Regions from separate parts of the Mus musculus genome. Here region 2 is linked to region 1. A link is a contact called in public Hi-C data. All regions are on one chromosome and are shown on one strand. Each heading gives the region's core, a stretch centred on a gene start, on an enhancer-like site or on the middle of the called end of the contact. The rest is flanking DNA. Distances are from core to core; before and after follow the strand shown. Region 1 overlaps Nufip1 (nuclear fragile X mental retardation protein interacting protein 1). Region 2 has its middle 59 kb from the start of Serp2.

Evidence for each region. A called contact is a pair of places that touch in the nucleus more often than the background predicts.
Region 2: a Hi-C map of embryonic stem cells shows a contact between it and region 1, with 2.1 times the contacts expected there. The contact joins two enhancer-like sites. A contact is called at or near these places in 2 of 484 Hi-C or Micro-C datasets (cerebellum and embryonic stem cells).

Annotation. Positions count from the first base shown.
Region 1 is chr14:76,136,852-76,140,928 of GRCm38.p6, reverse strand. It overlaps Nufip1 (nuclear fragile X mental retardation protein interacting protein 1), which reads right to left. Exons shown (of 10, transcript NM_013745.5): 10 at 3,550-4,077. Among named protein-coding and RNA genes, the nearest start is that of n-TEttc6, 14 kb to the left of the region's middle. Within about 2 kb of position 2,273, at least 4 of the 459 cell types and tissues checked have an H3K27ac peak or open chromatin away from gene starts, as enhancers often do. A contact at or near this core is called in embryonic stem cells, where this site is marked.
Region 2 is chr14:76,613,363-76,617,811 of GRCm38.p6, reverse strand. No RefSeq gene overlaps it. Among named protein-coding and RNA genes, the nearest start is that of Serp2, 59 kb to the right of the region's middle. Within about 2 kb of position 1,396, at least 52 of the 459 cell types and tissues checked have an H3K27ac peak or open chromatin away from gene starts, as enhancers often do. A contact at or near this core is called in embryonic stem cells, where this site is marked.

The DNA.
Region 1 (4,077 bases), core at 1,024-3,523:
CAGCCAAGTTCTCCCATGTGTCCTGGGGGGCCACCAAGTGCCAAGGTCAAGGCTGTGGATTTCTCTGTGGACAGAATGTGCTGGAGAAACTGGTCAGGAAGCACGGATAACCCTTTGGGTGTCTGAAATGAGGTAGCTCTCACAACCCTAGGCTCACACATGGGCACACACGGACACGTGTCCACCACTGACCTCCAGATGTTCTCTGTGGCTGACAGCCACGTGAAAAAATCTACATGGATCTAACCTGGCTGTTACATCTGCCAAGCACTGGCAGAATGTGCTGCCTGTAAACATCTGGGTGCTGAGAGCAGCCCTAGGGACTGAAGTAGGTTTGAAAAACAAAGGAGAAAACAAAGAGAAAAGCATGATACATAGAAAATACAGAACAATGTGATAGGAGATAATTTGAACATTTCAAGAATTTCAATTAATGCTAGCAGATGAAATTCCTCAGGCTGTTCCAAGGCAGGAGTAATGGCTCAGCAGCTCAGAGCATTTCCCAAGGACCCAAGTTCCAGTCCCAGCACCAACTTCCCGTAACTCCAAGGACCTGACAGCTTCTGTCCTCCACACAAGTGGCATATACTCACATACACTTAAAATAAGTAAGTAATTAAGTAAGTAAGTAAATAAATAAATAAATAAAAGCCGGGTGTGGTGGCGTACGCCTTTAATCCCAGCACTCAGGCAGAGGCAGGCGGATTTCTGAGTTCAAGGCCAGCCTGGTCTACAAAGTGAGCTCCAGGACAGCCAGGGCTACACAGAGAAACCCTGTCTCGAAAAACAAACAAACAAACAAACAAAAAAATAAATAAATAGAACTTTTATTACATTAATTGGAAAAAAGGGTTAAAAATATCAAAGATACTAGTGACAAGAGTATTTCAATTATAAAAGGTACAATTTGCCAAGTCATACAGTGCTCTCAGAAATCAATGAGCAAAACCATAGAAATAACAGGTCTGAGTAATTAGCGAGCAAAATACCCAAACCCTTGTATCCCCAAACTGGCAAAGCTCAAATATTTACAAATATTTAACATTTATTCCACAAGAAAAATATACATGATATATTCTACTCATTTGTAAATGTCAAACAAAGTTATTGTTAAAAATAAAGATAGGGGCTGGAGAGATGGCTCAGTGGTTAAGAGCACTAACAGCTCTTCTAGAGGTCCTGAGTTCAATTCCCAGCAACCACATGGTGGCTCACAACCATCTGTAATGGGGATCTGATGTCCTCTTCTGATGTGTCTGACAGCTACAGTGTACTCATATGAATAAAATATATGTATCTTAAAAAAAAAAAAAAAAAGCTGGGCAGTGGTGGTGCACGCCTTCTTTAATCCCAGCACTTGGGAGGCAAAGGCAGGCGGATTTCTGAGTTCGAGGCCAGTCTGGTCTACAGAGTGAGTTCCAGGACAGCCAGACAGCCAGAGCTATACAGAGACCCTGTCTAGAAGAAAACCAAATAAAATAAAATAAAATAAAATAAAATAAAATAAAATAAACTGGGCAGGGAGATGGATCCTCTGACCCATCCTTAATGCTTTCTATACAAGCGTTAAGACCCAAGTTCAAATTCCCACGAAGTATATAACAAGCTGGGCGTGGCCACACTCAGGCCTGTTAACACCAGTGCAGCACTGGAACACACAGGAGGATCTGGGATTACTGGCTAGCAGGCTAGCTGCAGCCTCGACCCTCCTCTATCCTCCAAGTGCTTATGATCACACACACACACACACACACACACACACACACACACACACACACACACGACAACCAGTCTGTAATCCTCACTGGAAAGACAACAGATTCTAGATCAAAAGCCTGTCGGATGCAGCCAAGTCAGAACTCAGAAGTGCGGTTTTAGTCTTAAATACATCTATTACAACACCACGCAAATGAGCTGCTGAGGTGGCACACACACACCTTTTATTGCAGCACTTGGGAGGCAGAGACAGGTCCATTTCTGTGAGTTATAGGCTAGCCATGGCTACACAGTAAGACCCTGTTTCAAAGAAAAAGATAGAAAAAGAAATAAATGGTGAAAGTAAAATGATTCATATCCAGATATACTTGTTAATTGTTATTATTCTCTGAAATACTGAAATGTAGTATTTCATGCAGGCATCTGTGATCCACTTATAAACTCTAAGCTCGTGGAATTCTTGTGCTATTGTGAACCGCTGACTCACTGTACGTTACAGATCAGCTAGGCTGTTGAGGCCCTTCTTCCTAGATGAACTGCATTGAGAATCACAGCAGGGAACTTACAAAGGGTAAGCAAGCAGTTTCTAAAACTCAAGGAAGACCTACTCAATTTTCCACCTATACCACAAACAACTTGTACCCCACAGCTAAGCACACAACAGAATGACAAGAGCACAGAATGACGGGGCACAGTAGCTTTCCCAAGTAAGGTAAAGTTAACTGGGAAAATGGGATGAACCAGTACAACTGGTCTGGGAATTGACTGATCCTGAATCTTTTTTTTTTTTTTTTTAAGATTTATTTATATGTAAGTACACTGTAGCTGTCTTCAGACACTCCAGAAGAGGGAGTCAGATCTCTTTACGGATGGTTGTGAGCCACCATGTGGTTGCTGGGATTTAAACTCTTGACCTTCGGAAGAGCAGTCGGGTGCTCTTACCCACTGAGCCATCTCACCAGCCCGATCCTGAATCTTTATCTGTGATCAGTGATGCCGGGCATTCTAGGGTCCTGGAGAGGCCAGGGCTAACACAAAGCAGTTTCCCCTTTTGTCTTGCAAATAAGATCTACAAACTTCAATAATCTAATATCAGATAAAATTGATTTTTCAACTACAGTAACAGACTGGTTTTTCAGAATCCTAGCCTCTCTACCTGTCAAAAGGTAGAAGTGGGACTAGAGAGGTGGCTCAGTGGTTAAGAGCACCGGCTGCTCTTCTAGAGGATATGGGGTCAACTCCCAGTACCCACATGGCAGCTCCCATCTCTCTGAAACTCATCTCAGGATACCTGAGGGCCTTGTCTGATCTCCAGACACTAGGCACACACATGGTGCATAGACATAGATGCAGGTAGAATCCACGTACATGAAATAAAATAATAATTTTAAAGTGGAATGCTAATATAATGGTGGAAAACCTGATCCCATGGCATCACAGGAGACAAGGTCTCAATAACTCGTCAGTTGGGGGGGGGGTTTGGGAGGGAGGGACATATGACATGAAAACAGGGGACTGTTTGGGGGGCAGGCAGGACTGAGGAAGTCAGTATGATAAAGTGTCATAGCAGAAGCTGAATCTTCCTGATTAATTTGATGTTTATTTTTGAGTTTTTATTTATCATTGTCTTAGTTCAGGTTTTACAGCTGTGAACAGACACCATGACCAAGGCAACTCTTATAAGGACAACATTTAATTGGGGCTGGCTTACAGGTTCAGAAGTTCAGTCCAGTATCATAAAGTGTCCTGGCCCGTGGGACAGTCTAACAGGGTCTGATGAACCACCTGTGGAGAGAATGAGAGGCGAGAAACACAAGGACGGACAGCAAGTCTGATTGATCAAGCTGTCAAATTTTTATTATTCCCAGGCAGGTTTTATGCCCACAGAAGCAGGATATGGGGAGGGGGGTGATGCAGAATCGCTTTGTTTCTGGGGGAAACACACCTGTTCCCAAAAGCAGGATATTGGTAAAAAGTCAGCAGGGGAAACAGAACAGAATGGGTTGCTAGGTACCTGTTCTTAACTGGGGGTAGTACTTTCCCACAGAGGCCTCAACTTCTTCCCACAGAAATCTCATATTAATCTCTAAGCTAGTACTCGTCCACTAAGGCCAAAGCTTTGTGAGTAAGCACTTACGGCTGACGAGGCAGTTAACAAACAGGGTCGCTCCCAACAATAAAGGTGGGAGCATGGCAGCATCCAGGCAGGCATGCTGCAGGAATTGCTGAAAGCTCTACATCTTCATCTGTAGGCCTCTAAGAGAAGACTCCCTTCCAGGCAGCTAGTGTCTAAAGCCCAGCCCACAGCGACACACCTACTCTAACAGGGCTATACCTCCTAACAGTGCCATTCCCTGGGCC
Region 2 (4,449 bases), core at 147-2,646, 480 kb before region 1:
AAGGACAAAAGAAGATTCCACGAAGCAAGTTCCTCGGTGTCTTGCTACTCGGCTCTACTGTGAACCATTGGCAAGCTTTCCTAAGCGGGGCTTCTCAAAAAACACAGTCCAGAAGGCAGGCTCGGAATTGCAGCCTGGCTGCAGGCCACAGCACAGCAGATGCACGTATTCATAAGCACGTCAAATACATCACTCAAGGCCTAAATTCGCAGGCCCGACACTGATCTGGGAAGTTGGACACTGGACAGCTCAAAGCCTCCTGGATGGAATTGCTACAATTATTTTACTGGGGGAACCTGTGCTAGAAGCACACAAAGCGACACAGAAAAGGTTATCTTCATTATCGGAGAAAAAACAATCCCAAAGGACATTGCCAAGCTAGGGAGGGTCCGATAACCCAAGAGCGCTGGGCAGGCAATACACAAGATACATGGATCTGCAGCTAAAGCCTTTTGCCTTTGGGCTGAAGCATCTTTGAACATTCAGTATACGATGAACCCCTATGAACTAGCTACCACACTTGGTGCAACAGGAAACAAATGGAAATGAAATCTGGCTCCCATCAGGTAGGATAAAGATAAAGTGTCTGCACTATTTAAGTAGAGGGCTCCCCCTATACTGGGGAAGCTAAAGACAGCTCACTGGAGGGAACCACGTCTTCCAAAGGACCAAGGATCCAGGCACGGGTAGGCACCAAGAGAAGACATTTACTGGACCCATACATGTGCAGAGGTATTCTGCCAGAGGTGTTACTACATAGTGCGCCCCTTTCCTGGCTGCTGAGAATTGAAGGGTTCCCAGCTGTTGTATGTCTTTAGAAGTTTTCCTCTGCTGTCCACAGCACCTCACCGTCCCAGGCTCGTGGGTTAGTGTCTTCATCCGCAACTGCTGGTATCATTTTGGACAGGTTCTGGAGACATCTTTAGGAAGTCAGACCCTAGTAGATTAGCAAGGAAGAGACCTGGAGCAAGAAGTCCCCAGCCCTTTCTGTCCCCCTTCTCTCACGCTGACTCCTGCCTACCACAGAAGAGTTTAGCTAGCTCAAGTCGCATCCCTTTCACCTCTCAAGCCAGTTCCTGTCTGCTATAGAATTCAACTTTTAGCTATTCCAAGCCCCACCCCCACTAGGCACACCCCATATCCCTGAACCTAGTGATGTGCTAAAACACCTATCTATTTTTCTTTTCTTTTTTTTTTTTAGACAGTTACATCACAATTTAATCATCAGAGTCAATGCAATCACTTTCAAAACTCTCCTTGTGGGAGATTAATCACTTCCTCCGTTGCAGCCACCACCCATATAATTTAGGGATTCCTCTCTGGGGCTTGTCCCCAGCATGCTTTCCATGTGCAGCTGAGCACGGTAGCCTCTAGCAACTCTGTCCTTTGAAGTGAGGGTGTCATTCAGAACCATGACTGGTGAGTGTGTCTGCGGATTTGGGAATTCCACAGTGTGCACCTCCTAAGTTGACCACGGCCACATAAGCTCCTCCTCCCACAGGGCTGCTGAAACCTAACCTAGCCCAATGGTGGCAGATATTTGCCATGTAAAGTGACTTTTCAGGCCATTTGAGTCTTTGCCTGATGAGTAACACAGATATAGATCCATCCGGTTAAGAAATATTTATCAGAGAACTTTCCACATGCCCAAAACCCACACTGCAAGTGGAGCTGTAAAACCAAACCAAACAGATCTGTATTCACATAGGGCCCAGATTCTGTTAGAGGCCAATTATCAGAAAATAGACAATAGAAGATAGCGCAATGAATGTCACCATACAGACACACCCAGAGATGCCGGAGGAAAGGATACTTGAAGGATAAAGAAACCCTTAGGCGCTCTGTTTTAAAGGAAGATTAGGAATTTGCTGAATAGTTAGGGAGGTGAGGGTGTGAACTCCTAACAGAATTTTGAGGTTGTGGGACTCAGCTGTGTAAAGTGGGGGCTGGTTGAATAACAGTGGAGATAAGAGGGGTCAGGGTGCTGCCCAAGGGCACGAGAACAGTGAGTAGTCATTGAAGAAAGGATACGGCAGAAGAAGAAGACAACAGCAACAGCAACTGATAAGCCAGAGCCACGGATCTGCTAATGGGATCATTTTGTTGTTTTTGCTCAGTAAGACACTCTGCTGTCCCTTCCTTCACAGAACAGAAACTGAGGCCAAGGAGCTTAGAAACCTATTCAAGGTCACCCAGCAGCAAATGAGACTACTGGGATTCAAACTGCTGACTAAACTTAGGGTTGCCTCCTCAAAGAAATCCAGCTGATGGAGTGAGCTGATTAACACCCCTTGAAGGGCCATTTTGAAGCCTAAGTAAATAAACGGTATTCAGCAAAGGCACGGTTCAAGCACGGCCCTGAAAACCAGTAATGTTAAACCTCTCAAAGGCAGGTCAGTGGCAAACATTTGTTATCATGCACAGCACTCGCCTCTCATTGCTCCGCCAAAATTGTGCACACACCGAGGATCTACTGTAGATCCGCCCATCTACCTGTGCAAACAGTGTAATGCGTAGATCAGGAATCCTAAAAAACAACCATGCCCTTTTACCTAAATCGAAAGCAGCCTGCATATCACGTGCTGGGGCAATGGTTTGGCAGTTGTCTTAGGGTAAGTCGATGGTAATGTATGGAGTCCTTTAGTGTGGGCTTTGTGGGGATCTCACAACAGTACAGGTAAAGCATTCGTAAGAAGAAAACTGAAGAGAGGAAGGCAGGGCATCACTGGTCTTCATAAGAAACATGGCCTGGCAATCCTACAGATCTCAGCTTTGTAGAAACATCCCGCTGTGGCACGCAGTCTTCCCTCTCACCACACAGTGAATGGAAGTGTTAAGTCTACCCTGCAAGACCCTGAATGAGTCTATGAACTTGGGACTTGCTTATAAATCAATGCAACTAAATCCTGCCAATGAAGTCTAGGTTTCATTACATCACATCAGCAGGGCGTGTCCCTAAGGTCACCTAAATATGCAACGTGGGAACATCCTTTTCCCTTCCCTGGAGTCCTGGAGGAGAGAGCACAGGGCTGGGCTAGCCCCAGTAATAGTGGCCTAGATTAGTTCACAGTCTGTACGAGTCTCCTCTCTGGAAAACTAGCTTTGAAATCTAGGAATGCCAAAATAAAACCCAATTAAACAAACAAACCACTATCATTTTGGAAATCCAAAGCAAACAACTGAAATAGAGATTATTAAATTCAAGAATGTTCATAGCCTATCATTACTCGCAAGCACATGTGTGTTATGGTTACAACGATTTGAAACTATAGAAGTTGCTTTAAAAAAAAAACAAGAAGTAAGGACAATTCTATTTGGGTGAAAGAATTTTTAGTAATATTTTTCTTTTAAAACATTGCAAGTGTAATATTTTTGCTTCTCAACAAGCAACATTCACAAGTGATTTATTACTGTGCTGCTACATTCTTGTAGGTTGGACTCATTTGGCTTAATATGAAATAGTTTTTACTACCTTTTCAATGATTTCTGGCTGTGATAAATAGGTAAGAGCTGGAGGGGAGAATTAAGCAGGAAATGGACAGAAAACTAACAGAGAACACTGCTCTGGCATTTGACCAAAGGATGGCTCAAAGAACCATGTCACCGTCTGCTTGTCTCTCGGTCTCTCTGTCTCTCTGTCTCTCTCTCATACACACACACACACACACACACACACACACACACACACACACACAACACAGCAGGGTTCAGTCTGCCAAGCGGGGTTAATACTTGTCCACTCAACCAAAGAAACGTATTCATACTTCCCCTGATAACTTAGAAGGAGCTAGAGCAGTGGTAGGATCAACATGATGCTGAGAACTGGGAGGAAGATTGTATGAGGGAAGCAGTTGTCTTGTAGTCATGAAAACCAGCTCTGGGAAGCAGTTTGCTTCTCCCTTTTCACGTCAACTAGCGATGACCTCCATCCATTTGTCACATGGCTGTGTTGCAGACATGAGAGGAGAAGACAAAGCCCAAGGGAGAACTCTGCCTGATCTTAGCACAAACTTTCCCCGGGGGACTAGCCGCAGAGAAGGAACCTAAGAAACTACTGTATCAGCCACCTTGGGATGTCGTAACAGTGTAGGCTGCTGTGATAAACACCATGACCAAAAACAACTCATGGAAAAATGACTATTTTGGGTTACTGTTCCAGAGGGAGAGACCGTACACCCAGGGGAGACATGGCAGAGGTGGCCAGAACAGGAGGCTAAGACATCACATCTGCAGAAAGCAGGGAGAACAATCTGGAAATAGGAAAAAGGCATAAATCCTAAAGCCCGCCCCCAACCCATGTTTCCCCCAATAAGACTGGACCTCCTAAAGGTTCTAAGACCTCCCCCAAACAGCACAGCCAATGCAGGAGACCAAGGGCTCAGACACATGAGCCTGTAGAGAGCGGCTTTTATTCAGACCATCGCATCTTACTCCCTGACCGCCATAAGC